Regions from separate parts of the Mus musculus genome. Here all the other regions are linked to region 2. Evidence: chromatin contacts called from public HiChIP or PLAC-seq data. All regions are on one chromosome and are shown on one strand. Each heading gives the region's core, a stretch centred on a gene start, on an enhancer-like site or on the middle of the called end of the contact. The rest is flanking DNA. Distances are from core to core; before and after follow the strand shown. Region 1 has its middle 17 kb from the start of Gm39243. Region 2 holds the start of 4922502B01Rik (RIKEN cDNA 4922502B01 gene). Region 3 has its middle 5.0 kb from the start of Gm34675.

What was found. HiChIP or PLAC-seq counts read pairs in DNA pulled down with a chosen protein or histone mark.
Region 1: an H3K4me3 HiChIP or PLAC-seq map of embryonic forebrain shows a contact between it and region 2, with 5 times the contacts expected there. The contact joins the enhancer-like site here to the promoter of 4922502B01Rik in region 2. A contact is called at or near these places in 6 of 39 promoter capture datasets (the 3T3-L1 cell line, the HPC-7 cell line, embryonic stem cells and 1 more), 4 of 115 datasets of contacts at active chromatin or transcription factors (astrocytes, embryonic forebrain, forebrain and 1 more) and 2 of 9 other capture datasets (embryonic stem cells and embryonic tail).
Region 3: a contact with region 2 is called in an H3K4me3 HiChIP or PLAC-seq map of embryonic forebrain, with 6 times the contacts expected there. The contact joins the enhancer-like site here to the promoter of 4922502B01Rik in region 2. A contact is called at or near these places in 3 of 39 promoter capture datasets (frontonasal cranial neural crest and liver) and 2 of 115 datasets of contacts at active chromatin or transcription factors (astrocytes and embryonic forebrain).

What each region holds. Positions count from the first base shown.
Region 1 is chr8:108,453,717-108,456,507 of GRCm38.p6, reverse strand. It overlaps a transcript of Zfhx3 not described here. Among named protein-coding and RNA genes, the nearest start is that of Gm39243, 17 kb to the left of the region's middle. Within about 2 kb of position 1,292, at least 25 of the 459 cell types and tissues checked have an H3K27ac peak or open chromatin away from gene starts, as enhancers often do. A contact at or near this core is called in embryonic forebrain, where this site is marked.
Region 2 is chr8:109,248,354-109,251,053 of GRCm38.p6, reverse strand. It overlaps 4922502B01Rik (RIKEN cDNA 4922502B01 gene), which reads left to right and starts at 1,309. Exons shown (of 5, transcript NR_151498.1): 1 at 1,309-2,294. D030068K23Rik (RIKEN cDNA D030068K23 gene) reads right to left here. Exons shown (of 10, transcript NR_126329.1): 9 at 1,131-1,197.
Region 3 is chr8:108,313,205-108,316,083 of GRCm38.p6, reverse strand. It overlaps a transcript of Zfhx3 not described here. Among named protein-coding and RNA genes, the nearest start is that of Gm34675, 5.0 kb to the right of the region's middle. Within about 2 kb of position 1,538, at least 7 of the 459 cell types and tissues checked have an H3K27ac peak or open chromatin away from gene starts, as enhancers often do. A contact at or near this core is called in embryonic forebrain, where this site is marked.

The sequences.
Region 1 (2,791 bases), core at 43-2,542, 790 kb after region 2:
ATGCTTCGGGGTCTCTTAAACAATGGCATCTTAACAATACATTAAAAACATAACCATAGACTCATCTTTAGTATATATTGCTGTTAATGGATGACACTAGATATTTGATCAGGAGTACAAACTAGAAGCTTGGAGAGGTGGTAAATACATAGGAACCCACTTTAAATGTCTTTCCTCCATGTCTTCTGGAGTATGTAGGTAAACATTACCAATTCCAAGAGCAGCATTCTCTGTATTCCATCAGTAAAACTGCATCCTACTTCTGACTACAATCTGCAAAGTCACTGCAAAAAGGTGATGACCTGGGTATTATTCTTATCCTTGTTTTAGATATAGAGAAAGGGTTTCAGACCACATAGCTGGCCTTTTTAAAGCCTGGGATAACAATTTTGATATGTCTAAATCCACAGTGTTGTCACCCGACCTGGGGCACGGTGAAACACAATCAACCACATACATAAAACAGAGTATAGAAGAGGAGACTCGCAATACTACTAAAGACAAATGCTCATGGGTATAAAATGCGGGTAATGAGAAACTATCTAGTCTGTATGAAAAGATGACTTTTGTTCCTTTACTAACAACAGGAGAGATGCTGAAAGCAAATCCAGGCTGACAGATGCTTTATATTTGTGATGTGTTCAAAAGCCCTTCCCAAGTGCAAATCCATGTTGCTTTCCCCTCTCCTCCATGGTGAATCAGCACACAGATGCACCTCTCTGGCTTCCTCATGCTTGCGATGCCCATGTTAGTTCATTATCTGCCAGAACTGTGGTTGAGAGGTGAACGTGAACTTCCTTGGCCAGCTAACATTGACTCTTCTTGCTTAGAGTCAGCTTTATTGAGTTTCTGAACAAGTGTATAATTTAAATAAACCCTTTCCCAAAGGGCAGAAAAGGAGGTTTTTTTACTCTTCTGTTTTGATTTCTAGATTTAAGGATGATGAACGGGACTCATCTCAGATGGTACACCGCAGATTCCACGATTCACCCTGCTTTTAGCAAGCGCTTTGCACTTTGCAAGGGAGAGCTTCAGGAGTTCCCCAGGATTTTAGGTAGAGCGGACCAACCGTGCAGATGGAAGCTTTCCCCACTCTTTCTACCCAGCTTTGCTTGTGTCGACTATATTTTCAAGTTTCCCCTCAATGATGGAGTTGTTTCTTAGCATCTTGTGCGCTTAGCCATTTAATTAAAGCAATCCATATTGAATTCATGTCCAGATGCCTTGACCGGCCGAGCCAGATCCTCATTGGCATGCCAGCTGCTCAAAGAGGAACAGGGCCCCTTGCATACTAATCAGCGGAGGAGGCAGTGATTCATCAGCCCATGATACCGCTCCAGCATCTACAAGCACTTATGACATGTAATTGGTGGTGCATAAGCAAGCCAGGCCACATTAAAAACCCCACAGATAGTCAGAGATAAAAATTAATGACTTTTGCTTTGTGTAATCCTGCATGCCTTGGTGGGTAAGGGAGGGGGGTTGGGATTAATGGGCAAATCTAAGTAGGCATCAAGGAACAAAGGCTTTCCCGGCCTTGTTTACATATCGAACAATAAAAACACAAGTGACAAGTTATAGGAAAGGCGAGTGTGAATTTTCGGCACGAGTGAGTTGAAAGACTGCTTGCAGTTTATTATGGAATCCCAATTTCCATATTCATTATCCCAAAACAAACGTCCTCAGTGGGCTCTTCTGGGACGATGGGCTGAAGCCGTCGCTATTATTCATCTTTCACGGGGCTGAGGTTGTCCTGATTAGGACTGGGCCGTGCTCACTCCTCATGGCATGCTCCAGCTACTCAGGGACACAATGCAAACCTTTGACAAGCCCAGAGGAATGTAACAGGGATCAAGTAGGGTCACCCTAAGCAGGCACTCACGAGCGGAAGGAGCCCCACATTCAGGGGCTGGAGGGGGGGGGAGAGAAAGAGTTTTGAGCCTCCGACTGATGGGCCAGGGAAATAGCCTGGGTGGCCTAGGGAGTTGGGAGAGGAGAAAGGCAAGTAGAGGTAGTGAATGAAGTGTCCGTCATAACTAACCTGTGTGACTTAATGGAATTAGTTATTGGGGGTGATGCCAGTTAAAGCTTTGCAAAATAGGGACAATGAAGGGGGAATTCAATTGATGGCAAGCCAAGGTAGAGGGCAACGCCATAAGCATGTTTGTGAGTGGCTAATGCGGTCGGGACAATGATTCACAAATGTGTCAGGAACCTACTGCCTTGAGTATTGTGTGGGAAGTGTGACAGGGACAAATGTCAGTGTTTGATAGATGGGAGCTGCCATGGCTGTTATTGAAGGGGCTCCTTTAAGATGCATGACCCAGTAGAAATCTGCCGATGGGCTTGGAACAGGAAAGAGCTTATGAGTTTGTGGGAGGCTGGAGATAAGTTCAGCTAACAGGATCATTTCATAAAGGGGCCCAAGAGTATGTGAACGCTGGGGTTGGGGGAGAGGCTGGGTCATTATTAAATATTTATGAATGTGATTTGAGGAAGTGGAGGGAGATAATTAAAGACAGACACTAGGACAATGGACTTGCTGGGTGTGTCTATTGTCTCGCTTTGTCTCTCCTGAAGGGCTAGAGGGCGATCAATCTCAGGGTCCCAGGTATGTCCCACCCTGCTCACACCCGTTGGATTTGTTCAAACAGATTTCCATGTTCTTATTTCTTCTTGCTGGTCATGGAGTTCATCAGTTACTTGCTGCACTATGGATGTACTGTAGGCAGGAAGTAGAGAAAGGTACCAAACTGCAGAAAATGCACAAGAGAGATGATTAGAAAGAATA
Region 2 (2,700 bases), core at 60-2,559:
GTCAGAGAAAATCATCAACCACCCAAACTGTTTGTCCGTTGCCCATGCCAAGGGTGATGTGGGCATCTGTTGCAGCAGAAGGCACTTGTGTGGGCTATTTTTGTTTTTTCATTAATTTTTTTTTGAGAGGGCAAGCTACTGGCTTATTTGCTACTCAACTTCGTTTATAATTAACTTAAAAAAACAACAACAACAACACACCGTTCAGCCAAGTCAACAACAAAGAGGAAAGGCAGACATCGGAAGAGAAATGCCTGAGGAATCGGCATGAATGCATGCCACAGCCGGTACCACTTGCCATTCGGAAAACCTCAGGGAAAGATGCCAATTTTATAGCTCCGAAGAAGGCAGAGAAGGAAACATAAAGGTCTACAGATAGAAATTCTAAGGAAGGAATACTGCTTTCCCAATCCTGGATGGAAATGGCACACAGCCTCTGCTGAGAGAAAAGAGGGAATGTTTAAAAGGAGCTATCTAGATGGGTAGACGTGAAAACAGGCAACCATCGAGTGCATATAGAGATGTGTGTAAGGCTCTGCGTGTATACAAATACACAGACTCTCTGACAAACTGAATGCTTAGCTATGTATATATTTTCATGCTATAGGTATGGGTACGTATATAGGTGTATATGGTTTGCACTTACACGTGTGTGGGGTGGTGTATGCATGTCTGAGAAGTGGGAGAGGATGGCAGAGGAAAGACTGGGAGATCTGAGTATGTACTTGTATGTGTGTGTGTATGCATCCCACTCTCTAACCCAGGTACACACAGAAGACAAAATAAAAATCATACTGGAGCAGCAAGCAGGCAGCCAGAGATTTATCTACATTCGCTGCTATCACCGGGGAGATGAATGGGGTCGTCTGAAGCCCCTTTACAAGATCCACTATGGGAGTGGAGGAGGAGGAGGAGGAGGAGGAGGAGGAGGAGGAGGAGGGATGCCACACACACAAGTACAAACTTGAAGGCAGAGAGATTTGGAAGGGGCTACCAGGCAAACCCTGGTGGCATGATGCTGAGGAGCAGAAGGGAAAAGAGCCTTGTCTCTATGTTTTAGGTGCTTAAGGAAAAAAAAAAAAAAAAAAGACATCCTGCAAAAGGGTCTGAGGGAAGCGGCTGGTACTCACGGTTTCTGCGTTGCTGTGAATCCTGAAGGTGTTCTGTTGGCACCGGGCGCTGAGCCAGGGGCAGGCGCTGGAAACAAAAGGGAGACACACACACAAAAATTAAAGTCAATTCAATGGGAATATTAATTGCTGCTCTTGTGGATTTTACAAAACACACAAACTGTTTTCATTTTTGTTCTTTTTCTTTTTTTTTTTTTCTTTTAATTGTGGATTGGCGCGTGCCCCTTTCGCATGGAATATACAAGTAGTTTGGGATTTACAGTCCAGTTACGGGACTCAGGATTAACTGCGCTGGCATCTTTTGGGCATATCCTTCCTTTTAATGAATAAGCTTTCGCTGTTAATGAGGAATAATCGTTTGGCTAATGAGCTTTGAAACATTAAGAGAAAAGAGGTTTTTTCCCCCCGTTAATCGCTCTGGTGCGACTGCATGGATGGATTACAAAAGACAGCACTAGTGCAGTACAAAGGTTGGGGGAGCTCCTTGGGAGTGGGAGAAGCACCGAGTGGGAGATGTGCCCCTGCATCTCTTCTTCCTTCTCTCTTTCCCCTCTCTCTGCCAACTGCTATGGGTTTCCATAACTCCGCAATCGAAGTGGATGGTCGGGAAGGATTATTATACAGAGTAAAGCCTCCGCTGTTAATGTCTCCAGTGTTTAATCATCATACAGTAGGATGGTTTTATGCATATTTCATTTGCATATCATTAAACTACGTTAGCGAGGGGGCACCCAGAGCCGAGAGGAGCACAAAGTTGGGAAGACAGGGAAGGAAAAAGAGATTCCCTATGATGCTTATCTTCAAACGGGGGCTTGTTCCTTCCATGATGTGTCTTCTGCCTTTCTAAAATCATTATGACTTGGAAACCTTTGAAGTTGGATACAACCTTGGATTCCTCTAATTCCTGCAGAGCGGTATATTTTTAAGATCGGCAGCAATGTCCCTGCACTAGACAATTAAAGGAATATAAACTCCAGTGGGCTGAGACTAGTAGCTCTTTGGGGAACACAGTGGCAGGAGCTTCTACAAATACCAACACTTAAAAAAAATCATAATAAAGAACGTCATACCAAAAACAAAGAAAGAAGACAAGAGATTTTAACATGTGGATTATATTTGTTTTGTTTGGGGGGTAATAAGCTAAAGAGAGTGAAGAAGTCATTGGTAATTTATCCCCTCATTAATGAAGTCACCCTTTTTATTTGTGTTTGTTTTTGTCCTTTAATTGTGAAGACCGGTGCTGTCGCAGTTTTGAAGAGGTTAACCAGTTATTGTGTAGCTCTGATCTTTCCCCCACCCCACACCTGACAGAAAAGAAAGGTGGTGGTTCGGGGAGTTGTGAGTACTGGGGATGTCTGGGGGGAAGTGGGAAATACAGTGAGTTCTTTGTGGATCTTATACATGCTCAACATATTAATTGAGGGCTTTTAAAGTTCCCTCAATAGGCTATTTCATTCTTGGTAAACCAGCAGCTGGTTAGCCACTGTTGGTGACTCTTCAAATATCACTTTAACGATTTTTTATTCTGTTGCCGTCCATTTTTGTTTTGTCCGTAGCCAAGAAGGAGAAT
Region 3 (2,879 bases), core at 289-2,788, 940 kb after region 2:
TCTATCCTAGGCTCCTCTTACTCTCTTATACCGCCCCCCTCATTTTTTTTTTTTTTAAAAACTCTATTGGAAAGTAAGAAACTTCAGTTGGTGCATCTCCTTTAGATTCCTCACCCCCATGTGAATGAAACACGGGCGTAGAACGAAGGAAGCCTTGGATGGAGTGGACAGCATATTACCCCAAATACAAAGAACACCATTGCTAAGACAGCAGATGAAGCCAGTGATGCTGGGAACCACGTACCTGCTAAGCAACCCCCAGACAATGGTGCTTTGCCACTCTGAACAATCATCTTTATGGTTCTGGTTCATTTTTCCCTACTCTGGGGTCAGTCGTTTAGTTATTAAAATATATTCAACACGTCAAGAAACAGTATTAATGCATTATATTACTTTGGGCAGAGAAATAAACATTTATGATGACACAGGATAGACCCATTGCATCCAGTACACCTGTGGTTGTTTTTTTTTGTTTTTTGTTTTTTGTTTTTTTTTGTTTTTTTCTCTAAGTGCCTTTGCTTAGGAAGAGCCATCAACTATCATTGAAAATTAGTAATAATTTAAAAATAGTCTTGAAGAATTAAAGGAAGAAGGGAGAAGAGAGGAGGGAGGGAAGGAAGGAGGGAAGGAGAGGGAGGGAGGGAGGGAGGGAGAGAGAGAGAGAGAGAGAGACTGGCTGACTCTGACTCCGAATAAGAGGAAGGGAGAAAGAGGAAGGTTAAGCTCAAAGGCAGAGAGAGCGAAATGGACCAGATTATACAAAATTAAAAAGCAAACACGAGCAGACAATTTGTGTGGAGTGATTGCAAGCAATTACAGTCTGGCTTTTCTGGAGGGAAGGTAGGGGGAGGGGTGGTTTCCGCTTAAAAGGAGACTTTATTCGGCCTGATCAGCTTTGCCTACGTGGTCCTCTTTTATTCTTAGATACCAATTTAAAAAAGAGAAGAAGGAAAAAAAGAGAGAGAGAGAGAAGAAGAAGTCAGCTTTCAGATCTAACGTGTTCACCCCCGTGAATCCACCCTGGGGGCAGAGAGCAAGAATTTAAGCTTCCAATTGGTCCTTTCTATAGCCCTGAAAACCAATTTGTTCATAAAGAATCAAATAAGGCAGGGGTGGGGGGAGGGGAAACATAACAAGAGCATGTGTTTCTTTTGGAGGAGAGCTTCAATTTCACTCTAATTGTCTAAAGACGGGGCCGCTTTGATCTGAAGAATTATCTTTGGGCCTCCAAACGATGGCTGCTAATGTCACAGCTGTGCTGAGGCTTGGTCACACTGGGGAGCTTGGGGGTCCAACCTAGTCCCAGGCCCACCCCTAGTTCCATCTTTCCTTATCTTCCCTTTGTCTGGACAGAAAAGTTTCTTCGCTTCTGTGTCCCTAATCCCTGAAAGGCCACTAGTCAGTTGGCTTTGTTTAGGTTCCTTAGTGGCAAAGGCCACTGGGTAAGCAACATGACAGGGGTGGTGAAAGCAAGGTAGGAGCAGGCAGTCTGATGGTCACAGAGCAGGTAGGGCTGGGTGTGGATGTGCCCAAGAGGGCCAGCGTCTGTCTTGCTCCACACTGCTCTTGGCCTTGGGTACGTCCTCAGCTTGGGCTAGGGCAAAACATGAACGGTCTTGATGCTGGTGAGGAGCACAGAGAGAATGCTTCCTGGAATTTTCTCTGACTGCTGTGCTCTGAATAGCTGTTCTCCGTCTCCCTAGCCTGTGCCATGATAAAACAGCAGGCATCCCAGGGTACAGCACAAAGCAATCAGCCTCTCAGTAGACGAAGAGCAAGCACTGAATTTAGGAGCTGAGAGCTGAGATGTCTTCAGTGTTTTCCTTCCGGTTGGAATGGGGATCAGCAGGTGATGAGCAGAGTCTTCGTCCTGTGAGGTAGACCTGGAATGATTCCCTCCATGTTTAGCCCTGTGTTTCTTATCTCAGAACCTTGTATTGTAATTTGGAAAACAACACACACACACACACACACACACACACACACACACACACACACACACACACAAAGCAAATGAAATGAAATGAAATGATATCTGGGGTTGTGGAAAAGAAAACATTGGTGGCAAATCATTAAGGATTAGATTTAGGCCCCGAGCAAGTCTAGTTTCCAAAGTAGCAGCACAGTTCATGATTGTGCACATCCTGAATCTCCGAAGTTTAAGTGCCTTCCACACCCTTAAGGCATCCCTATCGTCATGGTCCAAGATGACTGCCCCTGACTCCCAAGCAGCAAAAGAGAAGAAACAAAGAAGGGACACACTAACACACACAGCTCAGGAAAGGTCCATGCATATTTGCGTACTCCCATTTAGCTGCAAAGCAGAGTGGGACAAGTAGTCCTTATGTGTGGCCACCATGTCCCCAATAATGAAAAGTATTACATGGCTATGAGAGACGGGAGAAGGAATATAGGAGATAAGGGTATCTGTCAAAAGGGCCCTGGTTACAAATCCATAGCTTTCCACTTGGTCTGAGCTTCTACAGAGTCAGTTAAGACTTATCTACAGAACTTGACAGCAGTATTCTCCTTTCTGGCTTGATCAGATAGACAGGAGGGGAATGAAAGAAGCACCTATATGTCAGTATGTTAGAAAGCAAGTGACACCAACACCTTCGAGGTAAGAAAGGAAGGCCTCTCTAACCCAAAGAATCGGTGAGGTCCTTATCTGTGGACCATTCTTCAAGTGCTTAAGGATACAGAGCAGAGGCCCCCATCCTATTCATCACCCAGCCCCACTCCTTGATTAGATAAGTCCTTGAAAAAGGTAATCCTTACCTGTGAGCCAGCTGGGTAAGATCAAGCCACCAAAGAAGCTACAAGTGGACTGCCACCACCCAGAAGGAGACCGGTGGGCTGACAAGGGATGCACAAGGGTA